Regions from separate parts of the Oryctolagus cuniculus genome. Here region 2 is linked to region 1. Evidence: chromatin contacts called from public Hi-C data. All regions are on one chromosome and are shown on one strand. Each heading gives the region's core, a stretch centred on a gene start, on an enhancer-like site or on the middle of the called end of the contact. The rest is flanking DNA. Distances are from core to core; before and after follow the strand shown. Region 1 has its middle 92 kb from the start of UBE2V2. Region 2 holds the start of SNAI2 (snail family transcriptional repressor 2).

Region 1 (5,095 bases), core at 1,404-3,903:
GTTTCTTCTGGGGTGGAAGGAGGGGCACTTGGGCCCCGACCTAATCTGCAACACTACATTCATTAGGAAATGCCAATATATCTAAAGGACATGAAAGCAGTGCGTTAAAAAGACACCGTGTTCCCGTGTTTATTGTGGCACTTTTATTTTTAAAATAGCCAAGGTACCAAATCAACATAGGTGTCTATCAACAAGTGGATGGGTAAAGAAAATGTGACTCTATCCAGTAGAATACTCAACCATGAAAAGAATGACATTCTGCCATTTGTGGCAATGCGGGTGGAATTGGGGGACAATAGATTACATGAACTAAGTCAGGCACAGAAAAGGACGTGGGGTGGGGGTTGAAGAGAGGATGGTTAATGGGTCCAGAGGACTTCTGATGTTCTATAGCACAGTAGGGTAACTGGTTGAAAAGAATTCACTGAGTATTTCAAAACAACTAGCAGAGAGGCTCTTGGATGTTTCCAACACAAAGGAATGATAAATGTCTGAGGTGGGGGGTATGCCAGTTACCTCTCATATGACCGGTTAATCTGGTCATATATGTTGTACATGCACATTGAGATGTCACCTGTGCCCCGTGAATAGGTGCAGCTACTGTATGTCAACATTGTAGTCACGTTATACACCATAACTTCAAGCAATAAAAACCAAGAAGATGAAGCAAATGTGTATCTTATTATCTGTGTTCTCCTTTATACTTGAAATAGTTGAGTAAACAAGAAGCTAGACTATTTTTGAATGTGGCCCCAGGGCAGCAGCCAGCTGGCTGGGCTGTGCAGTGAAGAACACGGGGCAGGGGCAGGGGTGGGGGTTGGGAGGGAAGAGAGGGGACGTGTCAGGTGTCCTCTCAGGAGGATGCACTTGGAGGCCACCTGAGCCCTGCCCTCAGGGCGGCCACTGCAGCTGAGGAGAAAGACAACAGCAAACAATGGAAATGTCATAGCAAACAACTGAACTGTGTATCACAGTTGGAGGTGCTAGCACTGTGGGTAGAAAAGGAAGCAAGAGGAGGCTCGGGGGGCTCGGTGAGGGAGGGGAAGGTGCAGAGAGCCCTTGCAGAGGGAGCAGCCAGGGTGGTGGTGTTATCGGCTGGAGGGGGCCTAAATTCATTTTCCAGGTTCTTGCCTTTTATTCAGAGAATTCTAAATACAGACCAAAACATGGCATGCTGTGTGATCAACTTTATTTATGAAGTGAGAAAAACACACAGGCCCATTAGGGCTTTATTTAGGGAGACTGGGGCCAAAGAAAGATAGTTATCCTACCCTACTCTGCCCGTCCTGAGTCCACGTGGAGGACAGAGAGCGTTTCCATTCTTCCTAGCTTTTTATGAGCTTAGAAAAATGGAAGTGTTTACATGGTGGTACCTCCCCCACGACCCAGGTAAGAGGAGGTACTTCCTGGGGAGAGGGGTCCCCTGATTGACAGGTGGGTGAACAGGGCAACACAGAGTGAAGGAGGTGCGGCTTCCAGCTCATGAGTTTAAAACTATCTATCTAAGCTGTCCTGCCTCAGTGGGGTTGCGGTGACGCATCAGCCACGTCAGCCATGTCGGCCAGGACGCCACGTTGTCTCTGAGGAGGACATGCACTGGTAAGCGTTTTAACCCTGTCCCTCAGGCTGCAGCACTGTGGAAAGTGGCCCCGCGGCCATGCCAGGGGCAAGGAGAGGAGGAGGCAGAGGTGCAGAGGGTGGGGGGAGACCAGGGTCACCCCGTGTGGGCCCCCCTGTCTGTTGTGAGGCTCACCGCAGGGACAGGCACCTCTTTCCTGAATCTCTAGTGGGCCCAGCCTGTGCCTGGCGCCTTTCTGCCTAGTTCGATGTTTCTTTCATTGAAGACTTGGGTCCCCAGGCTACTGTGAGCATAACAGGGCACCGGAATGCCACCGAGAGTCCTGGAAACTTGCAGGTGGTGTTTCCTCATGGCCGTGGCAGATGATCTGCTTCAGCAATTTGAGTTCAAGATGAATTTGTATGACAGCTGGGTCTGACTTCCGCCTGGGCATCGGGGAAGGGCCTGTGTCAACAGTACGGAGCTGTGGGTGAATTTTTGCTGCAGCACTTTGCGCGGGAGCCTAGCCTCAGGCGCCACACGACCCCGTCCCTGGCCGGCCAGCATCAGCCACAGGCAGTCTGGATGTGGCCTTGGGGAGCTCCTGGGTCCCCCAGATGCTGTACATGTTAGGGAAAATGTTAGTGTATTGTTTCAGAACTCATAAACGCCATCTTGATCTCCGTTTGATTTTTTAATGGGAGTCCCAAGGAATCAGGTTTAAAAATGGAGTGAAACAAAGCTGAACATGGCCAGGAAATGCCGAGCCGGGAGGCAGGAGGTGAGTGCGTGCTGGGGTCGCCTTGAGCTTGCACATGTGCGCAGCCTCCTGCCAAACGGAAAACAGAGCGGAGGTCTCTCCCGGGAGTGCTCTGCAAGCTGAAGGCCCACGGCAGCACAGAGTGTGCCGCATAACAGAGTTTACAGGCAGTTTGGGGAATGGTGGGTGGTCTCCCGGGAGGAGAGTCTGTGTGGGAATTTATCTGGAGCCTGGTGGAGTCCCATTCTGAAACATTTAATGAACACCACTTTGGAAACATTCGCCTTTTATTTTACCCGGTTCGGTCGCTAGGAGGAGCATGTGCACAGCAAGTCGGTGATGCTCTCCAAGTCCTGGTGCCTTTCCAGGATCACATCGTAAGGTTTCAGTTGTGTGAGCCCTGGGCTCTGATCCTCCTCACTCCTGCCCCGCCCGGGCCCCGTCCTTGGGTGACTTTGATTTGGAACGACGTGAGACGATGATGAAGGTGTGGGTGGAGGTGAAGGCTGGGTGTTTTGCTCTTTGCTTCTGGGGCTGGCCCTAGTGTACTAATGGAACTGACTGAAAATCAATTGAAATTTCCATCCCAGTTTCCAGTGCTCTCGGTGCACTTGCTGTCCACTCTTGGGCACGTCTGGAACAGAGGGAGATGTGCAGGTGCATCAGAGACACAGTTCAAAATATGAGAATGTAGGTGCCTTGTTTTGATTAGTCACTTTCTTAGTTCTGGTAATTGTGAATATTCTAGCATTTTTATTTTTCAAACAGTTTTACCAAATCTGAAAGGGGATTTTTCTCCTGTGGGGATGTCATTGCAGCTTATGGGGTTCTAATGATTGAAAAAAGTGCTTTGTTAGGGTGATGGGGTAGTAAGTGATTTAAAAATATATATTAAAATATTAAAATGTTTATTAATGTGTATTAAATATTTGGTTAATGGTGATGTGGTTTCATTAGGGCAATACAAATACTATCAGTGGCTTGGGAAACTTTTTCTTCATTTTTAAAATCAAGTGCTTTTTCTTGGCTCAGTGGTAGAAATGTAAATCATACCCCTATATTCTTCTTAATCTCCCATTCTCCACATCATCTGTACCATATTTACTTAATATCTAGCAAAAATCTACCTAAATCCAAGAATGTCACTTCCATTGCATGAGTAACTTAAGGCCTTTTCTCTTAGGTAGGTTTATTTATTTAGATATTTAAAAAGATTTATGTGTTTGGAAGGCAAAGTGACAGACACAGAGAGAGACAGAGAGAGAGATCTTGCATCTGTTGATTCACTTCCCAAATGACTGCAATAACTGGAGCTGGTTAAGGTTGAAGCTAAGAGTTAGGATTTCCACCTGGGTCTTCTATGCAGGTGGCAGAGGCTCAATTCCTTGGGTCCTCTTCCACTGCCTTCTCAGGCACACTAGGAGGGAGCTGGGTCAGAAGTGGGGCACCCAGGACTTGAACCAGTGCTCTGATGCAGGCTGCCAGCATTGCAAGCAGAGGCTTAAACTGCTGTGTCACAATACTGACCCCTGTTTAGGAATTAAAAAAACCATGAATTTATTACTGGAAGGTAATATAGATATATTCCATTTGCTGATCCGCTCCTCAGATGTTCACACAGCTGAGCTGCACAGGCTGCAGTCGGGAACCAGGAGCTTGAGTCTCCCACGTGCATGGCAGGGACCCAGTACTTGAGCCATCACCTGCTGCTTTCCAGGGAGTGCATTAGCAGGAAGCTGTAAGCAGGAAAGAAGCTGGGGCTTGAACCCAGGCACTCTGATATGGGTTTTCAGGTCTTATATAACATGTGTTAACTTTTAGACTCATTTCTGATATTTGTAATATGCTTCAAAGTACTTTACCTATGATTTTTAAAAAATGAAACTTGTTATCGTCCAAATTACCATAAAAAAGCAACATTGCGGGATTGAGTAGGACTCAGTCACTTCTACTTTTTTGACTTCAGGGAGTTCTTTTCTGTGCTGGATAAGAGGTACTGCTTTATGTTGTCTGGAACGTTCCTTTGAAGTATTTACCATATCTGACAAACTCAGGCATTTAGAAGTTATCCATCTTCTGCAAGTGTCCACATTTTCCCAGAGGATTTTAGTAAAATATCCCCATTCCTACTGTGCCCCATATGTGTGGGAAGAGCAAGAGCAGAGAACCTTCTCTGTTGGAAGAGTGATTTTTAAAATGATTTTATTCTCGAAAGTAATAGCTTTGTGCAGGACAACAGACCCTGACACGGCAGCAAGATATTTTACTGTTTCAGAGTAAGAGGATCCCTGGGGTCCAGGGCAGGCGCCTGGCTGCATCTGCTCTGTTTTGCCTTCAGGGGACTGGAGGAGGAAATGGGGTTTATAAACGATCATTTCACAGTGTACTGGAGTGGGAGATTTCCCACCCTGGGAAAGGCAGAGCGGGCGAGACTTAGGGACTCTGCCGAGCGACTTCCTGCTAACCGGGCGTAAGCAGACAAGGTCACCGAGTCATTGCAGAGTGCATCAGGGCTGTGACTTAGTCATTTGCTGCTGTTTTCTTAGACTCTGGCAGCTGCTCAGGGGCCCTCTGGGAGCTGCTCCCACCCATGCCCACGGCCAGGATAGAGCCTCTCCTGGCTGCAACGTAACCCGAACGGAGTAAAAACGTACCTCAGTTCTCTGGAGATTCTGGTATTGAGCATTAAATTCTTCTTCTTTTTTTAAAAGATTATTTATTTGAAAGAGTTAGAGAGAGAGAATCTTCCATCTGCTAATTTATTCCCCAAATGGCCC
Region 2 (5,285 bases), core at 630-3,129, 820 kb after region 1:
GAGCAGAGTTTGTTAGCAAGAAAGGGAGAACTCTGTGCTCTAACAACTTTTGGAGCAGTCAGGAAGTGGCCATCAAAGACCACCCATCACTCAAAAGCACTGGGTCACTACTTCATGCACAGCCCACAGCCAGCCCACAGCTGGCGTTCCATCAGAGAGCCCCGTCCTGAGGAGGGTGTTTCTCTTACCAGTGTGAGTTCTGATGTGTCCTTGTAGCAACCAGGGTCTGGAAAACGCCTTGCCACAGATCTTGCAGACACAAGGTAACGTGTGGGTCCGAATGTGCATCTTAAGGGCGCCCAGGCTCACATACTCCTTGTCACAGTATTTACAGCTGAATGATTTCCTAGACTGGGCGTCGCAGTGCAGCTGCTTATGTTTGGCCAGCCCAGAAAAAGTTGAATAAGTCTTATTGCATAAATTGCACTGAAACTTCTCAGCTTCAATGGCATGGGGGTCTGAGAGTTTGGATTGCAGTCTTTCCTCTTCATCGCTAATGGGGCTTTCGGAGCCGCTGTGGTCCTTGGATGAGGTGTCGGATGGAGGAGGGGGACTCACGCGCCCCAAGGAGGAGGGGTATCCGGAGAGAGGAGAGAGGCCGCTGGACAGAGGGGAGTGGAATGGTGCCGTCGTAGTCCACACGGTTATGGGGCTGTACGCTCCGGAGCTGAGGATTTCTGGTTGTGGAATGACAGGCATGGGGTAACTCTCATAGAGATATGGGGCAATGATCACTGGGGGAAAGAAAAGGAGAGAGAAGGAGATTTAGGTAAAAAAAAAATAACTGAGATAAAACATGCACACACCCACAGGCAGGAAAGATCTGACAACACAGAGAGCACTTGGTAATGAAGAAGAGAGCCTCGTTTAAGAGGACACACGCACTGGGAAAACACTGCCCTTCCACCCTGGCCACTACATGGTTACTGTGCTGGAGGCACACACAGCCTGACAGCTGCCCCCGCCAGCCCCGCACTGGGCACCCCGGGAGCGCAGCCCAGGCAGTGCCTTCCCGCCCCATCCAGGAGGAAGAACCCAGACCTTATTTCTAAAGAGCAGACACAACAGCTGTTTTCCACGGAAGGCACGAGCTATTTACATGTGTTATAACCGCCGAGAGCCAACACAGGGGGGAGGTCAGGCTGCCTTCTGAAGGAAAGAAGCTCCAAGAAGGGAAAAAAGCAACAATTGCACACTGACGTAGCTGAGTGGCTCATCTGCCACAGATCACTGTGCAAGTACCTACAAGCTCCAGAGACGGAAGCTGCCAGCGCTGAATAAAGTCTTCCCTGTCAGTTAGGAGTTTTCAAAGTTTTGAATTAAAACGAGTTCTAGGTGATCAAAAGACGCCCAGCTCTCCTTTAGAACAGTTTCCAAAGGAAACAGCTGAGACGTTAGCTCTTTTGTAATCCAGTGTTTCAGCAGGCACACCTATTTATATTTGCATATCGTTACAGTTCTAGGCAAACTTTTCATCATTATTTTTTTGTTTACCTGTGTGTGTGTCCAGTTCGCTGTAGTTCGGCTTTTTGGAGGCGTTGAAATGCTTCTTGACCAGGAAGGAGCGCGGCATCTTGCAGGCAGGTCTGGCGGGCGCCCGGCGCGGATAACGGTCCGGCGGGAGGACGCGGCCGGTCCCTACAGCATCGCGGCCGGCCGGGCTTGGGCTCGGGCCGCGCTCAGGTGCCGCGGGCGGACGGGCCGGCGCCTCTGAGGTCTCCCGGCTCCTTTACGAACTGAGCCCGTTCGGGCTGCGAGGGTTTTTTTTTCCTCTCTTTTGCAAGAAGGATCCAATCACAGCCGAGAGGCTCAGGTTTCAGCCCCGCCCCCTGGGACAGCTGTGAACAGAGGAAGAATCTGTTGTCAGACTAAATTATTCTGCTTCAAAATGGACTGTTTTTCGGTATTTCAGGGGAGAGGCGGGGAGAGGTGCTTAAATATTTCTAAGAGAGTCGATGTCCCTGCGTTAGCTCTGCCCACCGATTTCGTACTCTCCCGGAGCTCCGGGGCTCGGTCGGAGGGGCTGCGATGGCTGCCCCGAGCCGGCCTGGCGTCCAGATGTGGGCAGCGCGCAGGCGAAGGCACGCAATGTCCGCCCGAGGAAGGAAAAAGCTGGCCTGCAAGCTAGCGGGGAGCCTGGGCTTCAGGAGCGCCTGTATTTGGAAGTGGCATTTGGAGAGGGTTGCCTTGCTCAGGGAGCAAACAAAGAGCTGTTCTTGGCGTTTGCGAAAGGAAGGTGGAAGTGTGAAGACAAAAGCGCCGCGGTGTGGGGGCTCCCGGGGCTAGTCCCGGTCCGCAGCCCCGGCCGCTGCCCCAGCGCTCGGCGGCCGCTGTGCGCGGCCAGCCCTAGGCTGAGCCAGAGGCGGCGCTTTTTCTCCTGGACGTTAGGTAGTCCTGTCACCGTGTTAGCCATGGGGGCTGAGAATTGCTTTGTAGCCCCGTCGCAGGGCTGCTTCTCCGGGGAGGAGAGAATCCGCAAAGATAGAAAGGCTGGCAGAGAGGGAGGGACAATAGTTAAACTGTCATTATGGGCCGTGGAAAATTCTCGCACAAGCGCCTTTGAGAAGAGTTCGAGTACCACAAGGCTTTTTTTTTTTTTTTTTTCATGAGCGAGAAAGGCTAGCATGGATCTTTGAAGACAAATGTTTCAAGTATTTATGTACTTTCATTTGGGGCTACTTCCCTCAGAATACATTCATCATAACCCATGCCAGTATGAACCCATTTCCTGTAGTGCACCGAAAAATATACAAGGATGCCCTTAGGAGCACTACATCTATGAAGTTTTAAGGAGGTATTGGGTCACCAGCAAAAACACCTTGCTTATGAGTATGGTATTAAATCTAAAATTCCTCTAACCTGGCTCTGTTTGAAAGTAAAATATCAACCATCTTTTCAAACATTCCAGTCCATTTCACATTTTCCTTCCTACTTGTTCAAAGAATGAAGACAGAAGAAATCTGCAAGAAGACCACCCTATTCTTGTTTCTAACAGGTGCTAGAAGGGGAAAAATGTGGAAAAGAAAACAACAGTGGTGATGTCAGGACTTGGGTGAGAAGTGCATTGTCAGACGGCCTAACTGCTTAATCTTGGGGTGAGAAAACCAGACTGCTGTGTTTGTGTGTGTGTGTGTGTTGTGTACCAGGGCCATGCTCATAGGTTTCCTGAGCTGATTTCAATGAGTCCCTTTTGTGAGTCCAGCAGTCACTGTTCTAAATGTCAAGCAGAGAAAGGAATTCAGATGATTCCTTATGCTATGGGAACCTGATGGGCAGGAAATGCAAAATATGAATTCACATTAGGTGCTACCACAGTCCGTACCTGGAGTCTAAGTCGGAGTCGGGATTCCGAGCCGGCTACTTTTGTTCAGATTTAGACACCTGGTTCATTTGCACAGGAGTCCTCCTTGTCCTTCCCACACCATTTCCTGCAAAATGCATGTTATCTTAGAGACACAATACATTTGGGAAAATACAAGTAGCTGCGGACTTTTATTTCCTCCCCTACTTTCTCTCTGTATAGAGTCTATTCACAATGGAGGAGTGTTAGAGAATGTTCTGGTGTTTATTCGCTGGTAATTATAATACAAGATAACCTGCCAAAATATGTATTTTTAAAAATCTCTTTAAAAAGCTGAACAATCACTCACTATGCTTGAAAACAACCTCAGTTTGGGTTATAGAGGTTCAACCATGGAGGCCTCCTTCCCTGGCACCTGAGGTGCCCCACACGGACAGGAGGCAGGTGGTGTGGCAGCGCCTAGTGCTGCCAGGGACGGTGCATGAGGCATGTCAGTACACACATCCGCGTGCTCACGAGTCACTTGCATACCTGTGTGAGGTCTGCTCTCCTGTCAGGAGGGAGCGTCCACGCGCTGATAGCATGAGTCACACCAAACAGGTGCTCTGCTCAGACACGGCCGCAGCATTTAGACAAGGGAAGTCAAGGGCACACCCAGTGGCCAGCGGCAAGGACTCTTCTGGAGGAAGCTCTGTTAGCCACAGGGCTCCTGCCTCTGAGCTGCTGATGGCCATCGACCACAAGACTCACTCTCGCCTGCCGGGGACAGAGTCTTTGTCAAAGCAAGGACACCAGCTTTTGCACGTTTGTTTTTGGAATAAAAAGAGAAGGCAATGAAAGAAAACAAAAAGGTGTCAGAAAAAAACCCAAATGGATTTTGCTCTCGTAAGACTCAGTCCCAGGCTGGTAATAATCGGGTGTTAAATATGCAGGCTGACTGGAGGAGTCCTTGCATGAGAAGAAGGTGCTTGTCCTAGGAATTCCTGTCTGTGCACACAGCCCGGCCGGGGTGCAGCAGGTGGGCGCTGGCCATGTGACAATACGGAAGGCACAGGCTCTGCCTGTGGGCTGGGGCATGGGGAGAGATGAGCAACTCTGGTGGCCTTTAATAGGGAGGCTTGAATATACCCCACCCCAAGCTTGCATTCCTGTGGGCAAGGACCCTTTCCCGCGCCTGACTCCCATTGGAACTTGTTGCTGAAGCCTGCATGGGAATCTGCACGCCTGCATAAACTGCTTCTTAATTGCCATGATGGGGCATACCTGCCAGTCTCTCATTTCCGCTGTTCTCTGAAGAAGCTGACCAATGTAACTTGCGGAAAACTTTGCAAATTAAAGGTCTGGGACTGTCCCCCACAGGCTCCGTGGACTGTAGGGTTTCTCTGGGCTGCAGTCTTTTCCATGAAAGACACATTCTTGCTCTGCCAAATGGAGAAATAAATTAAATTCGTGAGGTTAGGGGATGTAGTTGGGATGAGTTTACTTTGCACAGAGATTTGTGCATACTGAGGTATTTGTGTGTGTAAAATGCAGTCCTAACTACTGAGTTCAGAAAACAGAGTGAGTCTTGCACCAGTAGAAAGCATGGCTTGACAGAAGCAGAGAATCCTGCCTTGTGCTATCCCTCCATACTGTAATGAATGGCCCCTCTTCCCAGCATTAGTCTGTGGCACGATCAACCTTGACAGAGGTGATTAACCCCCTTGAGTGATATGAAGTTAGGAAATATCCAGAGCTTGGCTATGATGTCTGGAGAATATTATAACACATTACTGATTAAAAAGAAAACTAGTTAGGTAGGAACAAAGGGCATATTATCTGTGCCTTTGAAATTTGTATCACAAAGATGGGATGCCATTTTGTGGTTTTTGTGCTTATATATGTATCTGTGTGCAAGTGTTTATATTGTATTCCTGATTCCTGATTTAGTCCAGTCTCAGACAAAGTAAACTGTAATAGTCAAAGAAGTTTCCTTTTAGTATCT

The links. A called contact is a pair of places that touch in the nucleus more often than the background predicts.
Region 2: a contact with region 1 is called in a Hi-C map of an unstated tissue, with 10 times the contacts expected there. The contact joins the promoter of SNAI2 here to the enhancer-like site in region 1. A contact is called at or near these places in 5 of 6 Hi-C or Micro-C datasets (ear pinna, embryonic fibroblasts, psoas muscle and 2 more).

Annotation. Positions count from the first base shown.
Region 1 is chr6:72,291,723-72,296,817 of mOryCun1.1, forward strand. No RefSeq gene overlaps it. Among named protein-coding and RNA genes, the nearest start is that of UBE2V2, 92 kb to the left of the region's middle. Within about 2 kb of position 2,654, at least 2 of the 8 cell types and tissues checked have an H3K27ac peak or open chromatin away from gene starts, as enhancers often do.
Region 2 is chr6:73,115,237-73,120,521 of mOryCun1.1, forward strand. SNAI2 (snail family transcriptional repressor 2) reads right to left here and starts at 1,880. Exons shown (of 3, transcript XM_002710513.5): 1 at 1,495-1,880; 2 at 189-734. The coding sequence starts at 1,573. LOC103348011 (a long non-coding RNA gene) reads left to right here and starts at 1,787. Exons shown (of 3, transcript XR_007918597.2): 1 at 1,787-1,903; 2 at 2,996-3,095.